Regions from separate parts of the Macaca mulatta genome. Here region 1 is linked to region 2. A link is a contact called in public Micro-C data. All regions are on one chromosome and are shown on one strand. Each heading gives the region's core, a stretch centred on a gene start, on an enhancer-like site or on the middle of the called end of the contact. The rest is flanking DNA. Distances are from core to core; before and after follow the strand shown. Region 1 overlaps FRMD4B (FERM domain containing 4B). Region 2 has its middle 41 kb from the start of LMOD3.

Region 1 (6,840 bases), core at 7-2,506, 140 kb before region 2:
CATGGAAGGATGTTATAGGGAGGAGGAATGTGGCTTTTGACTTGCAGTGTCAGAGGTCCCTCAGGCTGCAATGTTTGTGGCAGACTGGAAAAGAGGGTCCTGGCCACATGGGAGGCTTCGGGAAAAGCTCCAAGCTCAGTGGAATATAAACCAGACAGTGCATAAGTAAGGGGTTCAGACTGTAAGACTTTCTCTTCAGAAAGAAAAGAAATAATAGGCCAGGTGTGGTGGCTCACACCTGTAATCTCAACACTTTGGAGGCCGAAGTGGGTGGATCACCTGAGGTCAGGAGTTTGAGACCAGCCTGGGCAACACAGCAAAACCCCATCTGTACTAAAAATACAAAAATTAGCTGGGCGTGGTGGCGGGCGCCTGTAATCCCAGCTACTCAGGCACCTGAGGCACGAGGATCACTTGAACCCGGGAGGTGGAGGTTGCAGTGAACCGAGACTGTGCCACTCCAGCCTGGGTGACAAAGCGAGACTCTGTCCAAAAATAAAAAAGAAAAGGAATAATAGGAATGACTTCCTTCAATTATTTGGGCCACCCTTCTCGTTGTCTGCTCTGAGATTTCTTTCTCAAAACTACGCTGGGAGAAGAATGGCTCACACAGCCTTTGGCTGAGCCAAAGGAGATAACTATAGTTATGTTCTTTCCAAGAACCCTGGCTCCAAAATGTCCTCTGTGCACTCCCCTGCAAGCGAAGGCAGAGTCTCTTTCTGAATTATGACCAGTTTGGGGAGGTGTCTCCTGGCTCTAGTCATGTTTATTTTCAGAAGAAGTATGAGCGGGGCTGTTGAGGGGGTGGAAATTGGCCATTTCTACCTTTCTGGGGAGCGGGCCTGGAAAATTGCTGATGTCTAAGGGTGTCTCCTTGGAATGTCTTGGTCACAAGCCTAGTGCTTTTTCTTTGTCTGGTAAATATTTTTGGAAAGTATTTTCTTTCAGCACTTCCCTCCTGCCTCCCTTCGCCCCCGTAAAACCACTGAGTGAGGGCCCTCCCAGGATGCCGTCTGAGTTGCATTTTCCAGCCTAGATGCCACAAGCGTCTTTTGCCTTTGGTGAACTTTAAATAGAGGAAGGCAAAGCTGAAAGGAACATTTTGTCAATGAAAGTAGCTACTGTCTACAACTCATCCACAGACCAAGAGGAGAAACGGAAAAATAGATGGCAATTACATAATAAAAGCAGTGATGATGACCGACAACAGATTCAAGGTCACGTTATAGGGAGAGGGATAGAGTTTCTGAGATTACGCTTGTTAGTGCCTTGCGCAGCTCTGTGTGCAGAGTGAGTCTTTCACCCCTAGAGGGCAGTCACGGCCCTCCTGAGGCACCAGCCCTTCAGGTCACCATAATGGTTCCATCTCTTCACCCATTTCATTTTTTGTTTTGCCTTCTCATGTTTTGAAAGGCTTTGCTAAATAAGCTTTGTTAACCAAGAAATAACAAATGGACTTCACAACACAACTGTGACTTTTGATCACTGTCCCTTCCAATGGGACTGTGACAATGGGCCTTCTGTTGATATAATTCTAGCCAAAAATAAAACTTGCTTTGTGGTTGGTCTGCACTCCTGATAGGGGTGGATATGGCTGTCTTTTTAAGATATTGGTTAGGTCTATTATATTTACTGATGGGAAAACCTGACAAAAGCAAGTTATAAGCAATAAGTAACCTTGATTACATTTCAGTAGTAGAATTATGGGCATTTAAAAAAAAAATTCTTCTAGACTTTTTCCTCTTGATGAGATTGTGGGTAGATTTGTTTTTTAAATCTAATTTGTAATTTATCCTTTTAAAAAACTATTTCATATTATATATGCATGAATATCTTCTTTAATGTCATGGTTGAGTCCAGTCCCTTTTGATTACCTTCCCACTGCAACTGTAGTTTCTTCCACAGAGGTAACCAGTACTAGCAAGTTGCTGTGTGACTCTCCAGAAATATATCTAAAAATGTTCATCAATATTTAATAGTGTTTTGAGCATGCATCTGTGGTTAACATAATTGGTTTATGCTGTATGTGTTATTGTACAACTTGCTTCATTCTTTCATAGACACCATTCCATGCAAGTTCATACAAATATACATTATGCTTTCAATTTCTTTTTAGAGACAGGGTCTCACTCTGTTTCCCAGGCTGGAGTGCAGTGGCATGATCATAGCTCACTGCAGCCTTGAACTCCTGGGCTCCAGTGATCCTCCTGCCTTAACCTCCTGAAATGCTGAGATTACAGGTGTGAGCCACCATGTCTAGCCTGTTATGCTTTTAAAATCATACATCTTTCCTAAGAAAACTTTTGAGATCTGATACTATAAAATATGTTATATATTTTAAGACACACATTTGACCATCTGTGAAACTGGGATGTGTCTTTAAATCAGTGGCATCCTAAACTTGATGAAATATAGTGTAAGACTCTCTTAATGTCAGTCTCCTATCTTATTATGTTTTACACACAAGTGCAGTAGTTCTAAGGACCTCCCCTTGTGTTACTTAATCAGCTTATTTATCTTTATAATATTCCTGCAAGGAAAGCTGGGAACAGGTATCAAAAGCCTTGTCTTGTAACTATGGAAACAAAGACACACTCTTTCCAGCGTTTAACCGGCTAAGTATCAGAGACTGAGTCAGAAGTCATTATAAAAGCTGATTCAGCCGGGCGCGGTGGCTCAAGCCTATAATCCCAGCACTTTGGGAGGCCGAGGTGGGCAGATCACGAGGTCAGGAGATCGAGACCATCCTGGCTAACACGGTGAAGCCCCGTCTCTACTAAAAATACAAAAAAAAAAAAGAAATTAGCCAGGCGTGGTGGCAGGTGCCTGTAGTCCCAGCTACTCGGGAAGCTGAGGCAGGAGAATGGCGTGAACCCAGGAAGCGGAGCTTGCAGTGAGCCGAGATCGCACCACTGCACTCCAGCCTAGGCAACAGAGCGAGAATCCGTCTCAAAAAAATATAAATAAATAAATAAATAAATAAATAAATAAATAAATAAAATAAAAGCTGATTCAACCCTCTGGTCTCATTTTCTCCAGTACTGAAAGTCCTGGGTACTTTTATATACAAGTCCACTGGGTGGGGTGGCGGGGAGTAGGGAGGAAGAAAGGAAGTCCTGAATTCAAATCCCAGCTCTAGCACTTTCCTCACTGGCTTATTGTAAAATATAGCTTTAATGTATAAAGAGTTCCAACTTGGTTGGCACAGGGTCATTGCTCAATAGAGACTAGCTATTGTTATTATTACTACTGCTAATATTATTATTTATTCTCACTTTTCCTGTTTACTTATAATGAATACAGCCTAGAATTTTCTGATTTTGTTTTTTAATTTTTTACTCAAGGACTAAAAGGTTTTTGAAAATGTCTTCTGGCCCATTCTAGATTTTATTACATTTTGACACGCTATCCTACCACCATCAGCATGTTCTTAGATTGAATTTTATGTAAGCAAGTAAAAGAGGGTCTATGCCCTCTGGGAATTTATAGCCTAAAATGGATGAACTAGTTGGACAACCTCGGAAAAGGCACGTAAACAGTTCTGAGCCCCAGTGTCCTTTTGATACCTCAAGGGTCGAAATCTAGAGAGAACTGTTTATGAACTTGGTGAGGCTCTTGAGTAAGTAAAATAAGCAAGTACATGCTTAAATCTCAGTAAGCCCATAATACATATACAGAAGTGGCACTCAGAGAGTATTTGACCCTGTACTTTTTTTTTTTCTTTTTGAGATGGAGTCTTGCTCTGTCACGCAAGCTGGAGTGTAGGGGCACGATCTCGGCTCACTGCAACCTCTGCCTTCTGGCTTCAAGTGATTCTCCTGCCTCAGCCTCCCAAGTAGCTGGGATTACAGGCATCCGCCACCACTCCCAGCTAATTTTTGAATGTTTAGTAGAGACGGGGTTTCACCATGTTGGCCAGGCTGGTCTTGAACTCCTGACCTCAAGTGATCTGCCCACCTCAGCCTCCCAAAGTGCTGGGATTACAGGCATGAGCCACCGTGCCTGGCCTTTTTTTTTTTTTTTTTTTTTGAGACAAGTTCTCCTTCTGTTGTCCAGACTGGGGTGCGGTGGCACAATCATAGCTCACTGCAGCCTCAAACTCCTGGGCTCAAGCAATCCTCCCACCTCAGCCAATCCTCCCACCTCAGCCTCCTAAAGTGCTGGGATTAGAGGCATGAGCCACTGTGCCTAGCATCAACCCTGTACTTTTTTAAAAAGCTATGTTATTGTTGTGTGTCTGGTTTTTTGTTTTTGTTTTTGCTTTTGTTTTGAGACAGGGTATCATTCTGTTGCCTAGGCTGGAATGCAGTGGCATGATCACAGCTCACTGCAGCCTTGACTTCCCTGGGCCTAAGTGATCCTCCCACTTCAACCTCCGTAGAAACTGGGACAGGAGGCACGCACCACCACACTGGGCTAATTTTTTCTGTATTCTTTGTAGAAATCGGGTTTCACCATGCTGCCCAGGCTGCTCTCAAATTCCTGGGCTCAAGCGATCTGCCTGCCTTGGCCTCCCAAGTGCTAGGATTACAAGTGCTAGACGTGAGCCACTACATCCAACCTGTGTATTGTATTTCATTGAACCAGAAGTTTTCTCTTTGATTATCTAAAATATTTCATATTTCTTAAAAATGTAATATTAACATATGGCCTAGTTTTTTACCTCGAAAGTCAACTAATGTTACCAGTTTTTTGTTTTTCCTCTCAGATTTTTGTAATATATACATGCACATATGTATGTTTGTTCTTTGTTTAAGTTAAAAAATGGCTGTATACTTGCTGCTATGCATCTTGCTTTTTCATTTAATATTGTACCTTGGAAATTGTTCAAAATAAGTTTATAAAGAGGCTTTCTGGCTTTTTTTTTTTTTTTTTTAAAGACAGGGTCTGGTTATGTTGCCCAGGCTGGAGTACAGTGGCTGTTCACAGCTGTGATCATGGCACACTGCAGCCTCGAACTCCTGGGCTCAAGGCAATCATCCTGCATCAGCTTCCTGAATAACTGGGACTACATGTGTGCGCCACCACACCCATGTTCTTCAGCCTGTTTTATGGCTGCATTGTATTTCACTCTATAGTTTTTTTGTTTGTTTATTTTTGGGGGGGGTTGGAGGTTGGTTGGTTTGTTTTTTAGACGGAATTTCACTCTTGTTGCCCAGGCTGGAGTGCAATGGCGCAATCTCGGCTCACTGCAACCTCTGCCTCCCAGGTTAAAGTGATTCTCCTGCCTCAGCCTCCCGACTAGCTGGGATTACAGGCATACGCCACCATGCCTGGCTAATTTTTTTTTATTTTAGTAGAGACAGGGTTTTACCATATTAGCCAGGCTGGTCTCGAACTCCTGACCTCAGGTGATCTGCCTGCCTCGGCCTCCCAAAGTGCTGGGATTACAGGCATCAGCCACTGGTGCCTGGCCACTCTATAGTTTTAAATAATTTTTTTAAACAATATCCTCTTGGACATTGAAGTTATTTCCACCCCTTTTGCTATTTCAAATGATGCCACAGCGAGTGATTTCATATACAAATTATTTCTCACATGTGCAAGTTTGCCTTGATATACTCCTGGAAATGGAAATGCTGGTTCAGAAGCAAGTGCTTTCACAGTTTTTGTGCTCCTACCATCAGTGTATGAGAGCAACGATTTCCCCACAGCTTTGCCAACACTGTATGTTGCTGAACTTTTCTGACTTTCTGTTGAATCCTTTTTCTTTGCTTTGCTCTCACAGAGGTCAGCAGAACTGGCTACAGTTAGACCACCGAGTTCTTGACCATGATTTGCCCAAGAAACCAGGCCCAACCGTTTTGCACTTTGCTGTGAGGTATGTATCCACAGACCCAGTTAGCATCCCTCTTTTTTTCTGTTATTTTTGGTTTTCGTGTGTGTTTTCTTTTCTGTTTTTTACATTTCTGGTGATTAGAGATAGCGAATAAAAAGAGGAGAGACCGATCAAAACATTATCATTTGAAAGAGATTCTCTACTGTCTGGGTCTGAGGACCAAGTTACCATAGATACTGTAGAGCTGTTTTCTTTGAAGATGAAGGATAGAGTCGCCTTCCTTTATTCCTCAAAGCCTCTTAGATCAATTTAAAGCTGAAAAACATGGGTAATATATTTTAATACATAAGCCTGTTTCTCACTCAACATATTTTTAAGATTCCTATTATTTGAAATATGACAAACATTTGCTATTACATTTTATGTAGCAATAATGTTTTCTACAGACTTGGAAATAATTGAATTTTATACAATTTGATGCCTTAATTTCAATAGAGCATAAAATACAAACAAATGCTTAAGGAAATAATTAACAGTACAGGGACCTGAATTCCATTCACATGCACAGAGACTGCTGAAAATAATGCAGAGTCCTTGACTTGTTCTCTGAGGTCTGCTTGGGCAAGTCACTTAACTGTATCCTGAAATGGATGCATTCAACTAGATCAGTAATTTCTCAAATCCATCTCATGCTAGAACTATTTTTTTAGTTCACAATCTAAAACAAACAAACAAAAAATGTTATAAGATGTAATACCGGCTGGGCACAGTGGCTCATGACTGTAATTCCAGCACCTTGGGAGGCTGAGGCAAGTGGATCACTTGAGGTTAGGAGTTTGAGACCAGCCTGGCCAACGTGGCGAAACCCCATCTCTACTAAAAATACAAAACAAAATTAGCTGAGCTTGGTGATGTGCTCCTGTAATCCCAGCTACTCATGAGGCTGAGGCATAAGGATCGCTTGAACCCAGAGGTAGAGGTTGCAGTGAGCCAAGATCGCACCACTGCACTCCGGTGTGGGCAACAGTGAGACTCCATCTCATAAACAAAAACAAAACAAA
Region 2 (6,353 bases), core at 3,427-5,926:
GGCAGGAGAATCACTTGAACCCAGGAGGCAGAGTTTGCAGTGAGCCAAGATTATGCCACTGCACTCCAGCCCCAGTGACAGAGCGAGACTCTGTCTCAAAAGAAAAAAAAAAAAAGAAAAAAAAAAAAAAGAAAAACCATGTGTCCAACAAATATTAGGATGCCAACTATGTGGCAGTCAGTCACTGTGATAGTCAGTGGGGACACAATGGGCCCTGCTTTCCTGAAGCTTACAGGCCAATAGGGGAGAAAAAGAAGTAACCTCTCTCAGTAAGCTAACATGGCAATCCTATGAAAGCCAAGCGTGGTGAGAGGGGTGGGAGCTATAGCTGACACCGGAGGGACACAATGGGCCCCTTCAGAAAAGTGATGTTTAAACTTAGACTTGAGGATTGGTAAGAGAAGATACAATTAAGCAAACAGAATAGAAGCTCTCTAGGGTTTAAGAGAATGACATATAACGTTCGCCAAGGCTGTAAAGCCAGGATAAGCTTGGCCAGTTTTAGAAACTAAAAGAATATGAAGACAGATTATGCCAGGATTAAAGAAATCTACCAAGGTAAGAAGAAAGCGAGCTGCCATTTTTGGCCTCTCACCATAAACAGTGGGTTACAGGCATACATTACCGCCTCATTCTCCCTACAACTGTGCAAGAAAAATGGTCTTATCCCCAGATGAGGATATGAAAAGGGAGGTTCAGAAAGTTTAATATTCCTTTGGTTCCATGACCAAACAGTAAGTGGTAAAGCTAAAATTCAAACCTACATCTGTTTGACTCCACATCTCATGTTACTTTATTTTATTTTATTTATTTCATTTTATTTTATTTTATTGAGACAGAGTCTTGCTCTGTTGCCCAGGCTGGAGTGCAATGGCACAATGTCTGCTCAATGCAACTTCTGCCTCCTGGGTTCAAGCAATTCTTCTGCCTCAGCCTCCCTAGTAGCTGGGATTACAGGCACCCGCCACCATGCCCAGCTAATTTTTGTATTTTTAGTAGAGATGGGGTTTCACCATGTTGGCCAGACTGGTCTCAAACTCCTGAACTTGTGATCTGCCCACCTCAGCCTCCCAAAGTGCTGGGATTACAGGCATGAGCCACCACACCTGGCCATCATGTTCTTTATTAACCATGACATTATAAAAATGCAATTGCTCACCAGGTGCAGTGGCTCATGCCTGTAATCCCAGCACTTGGGGAGGCCAAGGTAGGAGAATTGCTTGAGCCCAGAAGTTTGAGCCCAGCCCCGGCAACATAGTGAGACCCCCTCTATGGAAAAAAATAAAAACTGAGCCAGGTATGTGATGCGCACCCGTAGTTTCAGCTGTTTGGGAGGCTGAATTGGGAGATCATTTGAGCCTAAGAGGGCAGGGATGCAGTAAGCCCTGATCATGCCTCTGCACGCCAGCCTGAGTGACAGAGCAAATCCCCATCTCCAAAACAAAACAAAAGAAGCAGTTGCTCAACAACCACCTCTCTTAAATGGAAATCAATGAAAATGAAAAGGGAAGGGAAGAAACAACCAAAGTAGGCCTGGGGAGGAAGAAAGAGGGAAGGTCAAAGCGAAGGTTGGAAATCAGATCAGCAGGGTGAAAATAACCAGGGGGAGAAAAAACAGCCTAGGGTAGCCTGCATTTCATGGATTTTCAAGCTGTTCAATTGCAACACTCCTGATCAGGGCATGGCTTGAAGATATTCCTGATGTGGGGCCCATTAACACTGACTGGGTTGGAATTACCTGTGCAGACAGGCTGGAGGAAAGGAGCAGTGGTGTTTGTTTAAGAAATGTACTTGGAAGACATGAGATGTGGTTAACTAGAGGGGCATCACAGCAGCTAACCTCTTCTTCCCAACACACACAGAACTTCACCAGAGAAACCATTCTCTATGTGACCCTCCTCATTTTCAGAAGAAAATGGCCTTAGAAGAAGATCAGGGCTGGGTACAGTGGCCCAAGCCTGTAATTCCAACACTTTGGGAGGCCAAGGCAGGAAGATCACTTGAGGCCAGGAGTTTGAGACCAGCCTGGGCACTATAGCAAGGTCCTGTCTCTACAAAATAATGAAAAGGAGTTGGGTGTGGTGGCATGCCCCTGTAGTCTAAACTACTCCGGAGGCTGAGATGGGAGGATCACTAGAGACCAGGGGTTCAAGTTTACAGTGAGCTATGATCACGCCATTGCACTCCAGCCTCGGTGACAAAGTAAAACCCTGTCTCCAAAAAGAAAAAAGAGAAGATTAAGGATTGGAAAGCAATGATGAGAAAGATCTCATCAAGATACTGACAACTGGTCGGGCACAGTGGCTCATGCCTGTGATCCCAGCACTTTGGGAGGCCGAGGTGGGCGGATCACAAGGTCAGGAGATAGAGACCATCCTGGCTAACACGGTGAAACCCCGTCTCTACGAAAAAAAAAAAAAATACACAAAATTAGCTGGGCATGGTGTTGGATGCCTGTAGTCCCAGCTACTTGGGAGGCTGAGGCAGGAGAATGGCATGAATCTGGGAGGCGGAGCTTGCAGTGAGCCGAGATCGCGCCACTGTACTCCAGCCTGGGCAACAGAGCAAGATTCCATCTTAAAAAAAAAAAAAGAAAAGAAAAAAAGAAAGAATACTGACAGTCCAATACTGCGAAGGGCATTTCCAGAAGCCCTTCAATTATCATAGAAGAAGCCTCCCAGGGACTTGATAGTGGGTGTCTAAGCAGACACCCCCATCTTTATAAAGTAGTGGTTAAATATGTAGGCTTTGAAGTCATGCAGACCTGGAGACAGACTGCTGTGCTTTGAATATTTCCTGGCCTTGGTACTGGCTGGTTATATGAACTACGGGAAGTTTCCTGACTTCCCTGGGCCTCAGTTTCCTCTCTAGTACATATCTCACAAGGACATTGTGTGGGCTGAACAAGATAAGGCACGTAACCAGCTCAGCATAACATCAAGTCTCTAGAATGTACTCATAATATAAACTATTTTCTGAGGGAGAAAAGGCAGAAGATGTTGAATATTAAGATAATGTTTGGAGGATTTGCACTGCCTTAGTTTAAACACTGAAATGACAGCACTAAACTAACTCATCGTTGAGGGCTGATTCATGTCTCAGGCACTGTTGTAGGTACTGGGAACACTTTTTTTCCTATTTATTTATTTATTTATTTATGTTTATTTTATTTTATTTATTTTTTTGAGACGGAGGCTTGCTCTGTTGCCCAGGCTGGAGTGCAGTAGCACGATCTCGGCTCACCGCAACTTCTGCCTCTCGGGTTCAAGTGATTCTCCCACCTCAGCCTCCCGAGTAGCTGGGATTACAGGCATGCACCACCATACCTGGCTAATTTTTGTATTTTTAGTAGTGATGGGGTCTCATCACGTTGGCCAGGTTTGTCTCAAACTCCTGGCCTTAAGTGATCCTCCCACCTCGGCCTCCCAAAGTGTTGTGATTACAGGCTTGAGCCACCATACCCACCACTTTTTTTTTTATTTAATCTTCACAGCAAGTTTGTAATTATTAATTCCAAGCAGAAGCTCAGAAAGGTTAAGTAGTTTGCCCAAGTTACATAGCTAGAAGGTACCCAGGCCTGGATCCCAATTCACAAATGTATAAAAGAGAAACTTTGAAAAGCATGAATTTGTTCCACTCTGGAGTCCATTGTTCAGGGAGGTTGCATGCAGGTCTCACCTGAGGAATCAGACTGATCAAGGTGTTTGCCTAACAGTTCAGCTACAGCTCTTCTGCATGGTCAGGACTAGGACAAGCACTTGCGACATCCTAGGACAGCCCTGCTGCTGCCTCAAAGACAGGTCCCTACCTTTTCTATGTTCATACGAATGCAAACAAGCCAGCCAGTAGGATGGTCAGATTTAACAAATGCAAATACAGGAGGCCAGTTAAATTTGAAAAATAGCTCTAACCACCAAATTTTTGTAATTTAATTTTTTAAAAAGCTGAATATAGGACATTTAAGGCATCCTGGAAAAAAATCCATATAAGACACCAAACAAAATAATTAAAACAGGACATGTCCTGTAGATACAAGACACCTGGGAAACCTGCTTGCCACCCCCCTGCTCAGAAGCAAGTAGGACAATAATAGATGTTTGAGAAACCCCAAACCCTTGATTGTAGGCTAAGCAAATCGGTGTCATATCCTTCCCATCCACAGAGAAGTCGGCCCTGCTCAATCCCAGAGCCTTTTTTCAGACTGAAAACCTTCTAGGATAGGCCCAGTGTGGTTTGTAATCATGCACAGAATATATAGAAACTCCCCTGGAAGAACACGCCTGAGAAAACCTTTTCTTTCTTCTTTGTCTTTATTTAGAAATGTGTTACAATTTTGGCTAACTGGGCACAGTTTTAAAGGTTCTTAAAACAAACATTTGGGTTCCATCATATCTACATAACATTGGTCAAGAATCCATCCATCCATCAAATCTATTTGCAGCCAATCAAAATCTCAGTCCTTTAGAACTGTGTCAAAATCCGGCAATCAACCTGTAGCCAAGGAGCTGAATATTCACAGAGAAAATCACATAAGCAAGCGGATCTATTTTTAGAGTCATGATCACCATCTCACACGGACACTCAACGCTGCTATATTTCTCATAAATATGCACTCCCATGTTACACAAGTATCTGAGAAAACCTTTTCTAAAAGTAGTTTTCTCTGGCCTAGCATTCTGGAGCTTGGTCAATGAGGACATCTAGAGGCCTGTCTGGGTTAATGCAGGCAGGAGTTGCTCAGTCTGAATTCACACTTCAACTCAACACGAGGTATACAAACAAGTTTCGGCAGCCCTGCAGAAAAAAACAAACAAAACTTAATTTCTAATGCCCAACAACTCCATTTACTAGCTATTTCTTCTAGGGGAAGTAGCTTAAATTTTAAAAAATACCACTTTTTATAAAATGGAAATAATTGTAACAATCTCATAGAATTTTAAGGATTCAATAAAATGATGTACTTCAGGAGCTTAGCACAGTGCCTGGGACAAAGTGAGCCCTTATAAGTGTTTGTTGTCCTTATTGTTTCTAATGGGATACTACAAAGAAATGGAATATAAGAGAGTTAATAACATTTAACATTGTTTAATTTAAATATTAATTAAATTAAATACAAACATTAAATATTAATAATACTTAACAGTCATTGAGTGCTAAGGCCAGGCTTAGGGTTAAATGAGTGAGGTACCTGCTCACGTGCAAATTTTGAGAGTGCACCCACAAACCTGGTTGACAAGATAAATAATATTTCAATGCAATCTTTTGAAAAACTCCAACTTCATGCAATTTTTTTTCCCATGATTAAAAAAATGTTAACCCAGCACAGTAGCTCACACCTGTAATCCCAGCACTTTGGGAGGCTGAGGTGAGTGAATTGCTTGAGTCTAGGAGTTTGAGATCAGCCTGGGCAACATGGTGAAACCCCATCTCTACAAAAAAACACAAAATTTAGCTGGGCATGGTGATGTACGCATATGATCCCAGCTACTCAGGATGCTGGTGGGAGGATCACTTGAGCCTGAGAGGTTGAGGCTGCAGTCAGCCAAAATCATGCCACTGCACTCCAACCTGGGTGATAGAGCCAGACCTTGTCTTAAAAATAAATAAAATCGAAAAAAGTCAAAATTTTATATAAATACGAGCTTAGTATCACTGATTTTTTCATTTGGCTTCAGACGCCAATATGACTCAGAACTGCACTGCACTGAGTTAACCCTTCATCTTAAATAACCAGAGGCGACATCTTTCTCCCATCTGTAAAATAGACGCCCGTTTTACAGATGGGAGGGAGAAAGGAAGCCTGGAGGAACTGCTCATACATACTGCCCAAGGTCACATGATCAAGTCGAAATCAAGCCCAAATCAGAATGATTCTAAAGCTCATTCTTTCCCCCTTCTCTCTCACACAAACCTCTCCTTCATCATGTGACTCAGGCTACAGTTTTTCTATTCCAGGGTATAATTTTACCAGTGCTGTATTTAGATTTGCCAGGTGAGCAGATACAAATTTAAAATGCCCAGTTAATGTGAAGCTGTGCTGGCGATGACTTTTTCCCTGAATTAAATGTTAGAAAGATATTGTCTTACTGCATTCTCCATTCCCTTTGTTGTAGAGCGTTCTCTGAACCATCAACCACAAAGTCATAGTTGGATCTGATTTTTGACCTGACATCAAATCCTGCCTTTGTGGTTAACAGACTATCTAAGGCTTAGCTACGTTACTGAGGTGGACCTATCAATAAGCCATATATAATAGTGTTTTTCACCATGTTATATGTAATAACACAGTGGTCAGTCTGCATAATCCAGAGATTTAACTGACGAAGTAGCTTTCCTTCCGTAGTTTAAAACAT

Evidence for each region. Hi-C and Micro-C count contacts between places; a contact is called where the count stands out from the background.
Region 1: a contact with region 2 is called in a Micro-C map of CD4 T cells, with 6 times the contacts expected there. The contact joins two enhancer-like sites. A contact is called at or near these places in 5 of 14 Hi-C or Micro-C datasets (CD4 T cells, blood, fetal cortex germinal zone and 2 more).

What each region holds. Positions count from the first base shown.
Region 1 is chr2:132,859,182-132,866,021 of T2T-MMU8v2.0, reverse strand. FRMD4B (FERM domain containing 4B) reads left to right here. Exons shown (of 23, transcript XM_015130422.3): 4 at 5,729-5,821. Among named protein-coding and RNA genes, the nearest start is that of FRMD4B, 74 kb to the left of the region's middle. Within about 2 kb of position 1,256, at least 5 of the 40 cell types and tissues checked have an H3K27ac peak or open chromatin away from gene starts, as enhancers often do. A contact at or near this core is called in CD4 T cells, where this site is marked.
Region 2 is chr2:132,718,809-132,725,161 of T2T-MMU8v2.0, reverse strand. No RefSeq gene overlaps it. Among named protein-coding and RNA genes, the nearest start is that of LMOD3, 41 kb to the right of the region's middle. Within about 2 kb of position 4,676, at least 12 of the 40 cell types and tissues checked have an H3K27ac peak or open chromatin away from gene starts, as enhancers often do. A contact at or near this core is called in CD4 T cells, where this site is marked.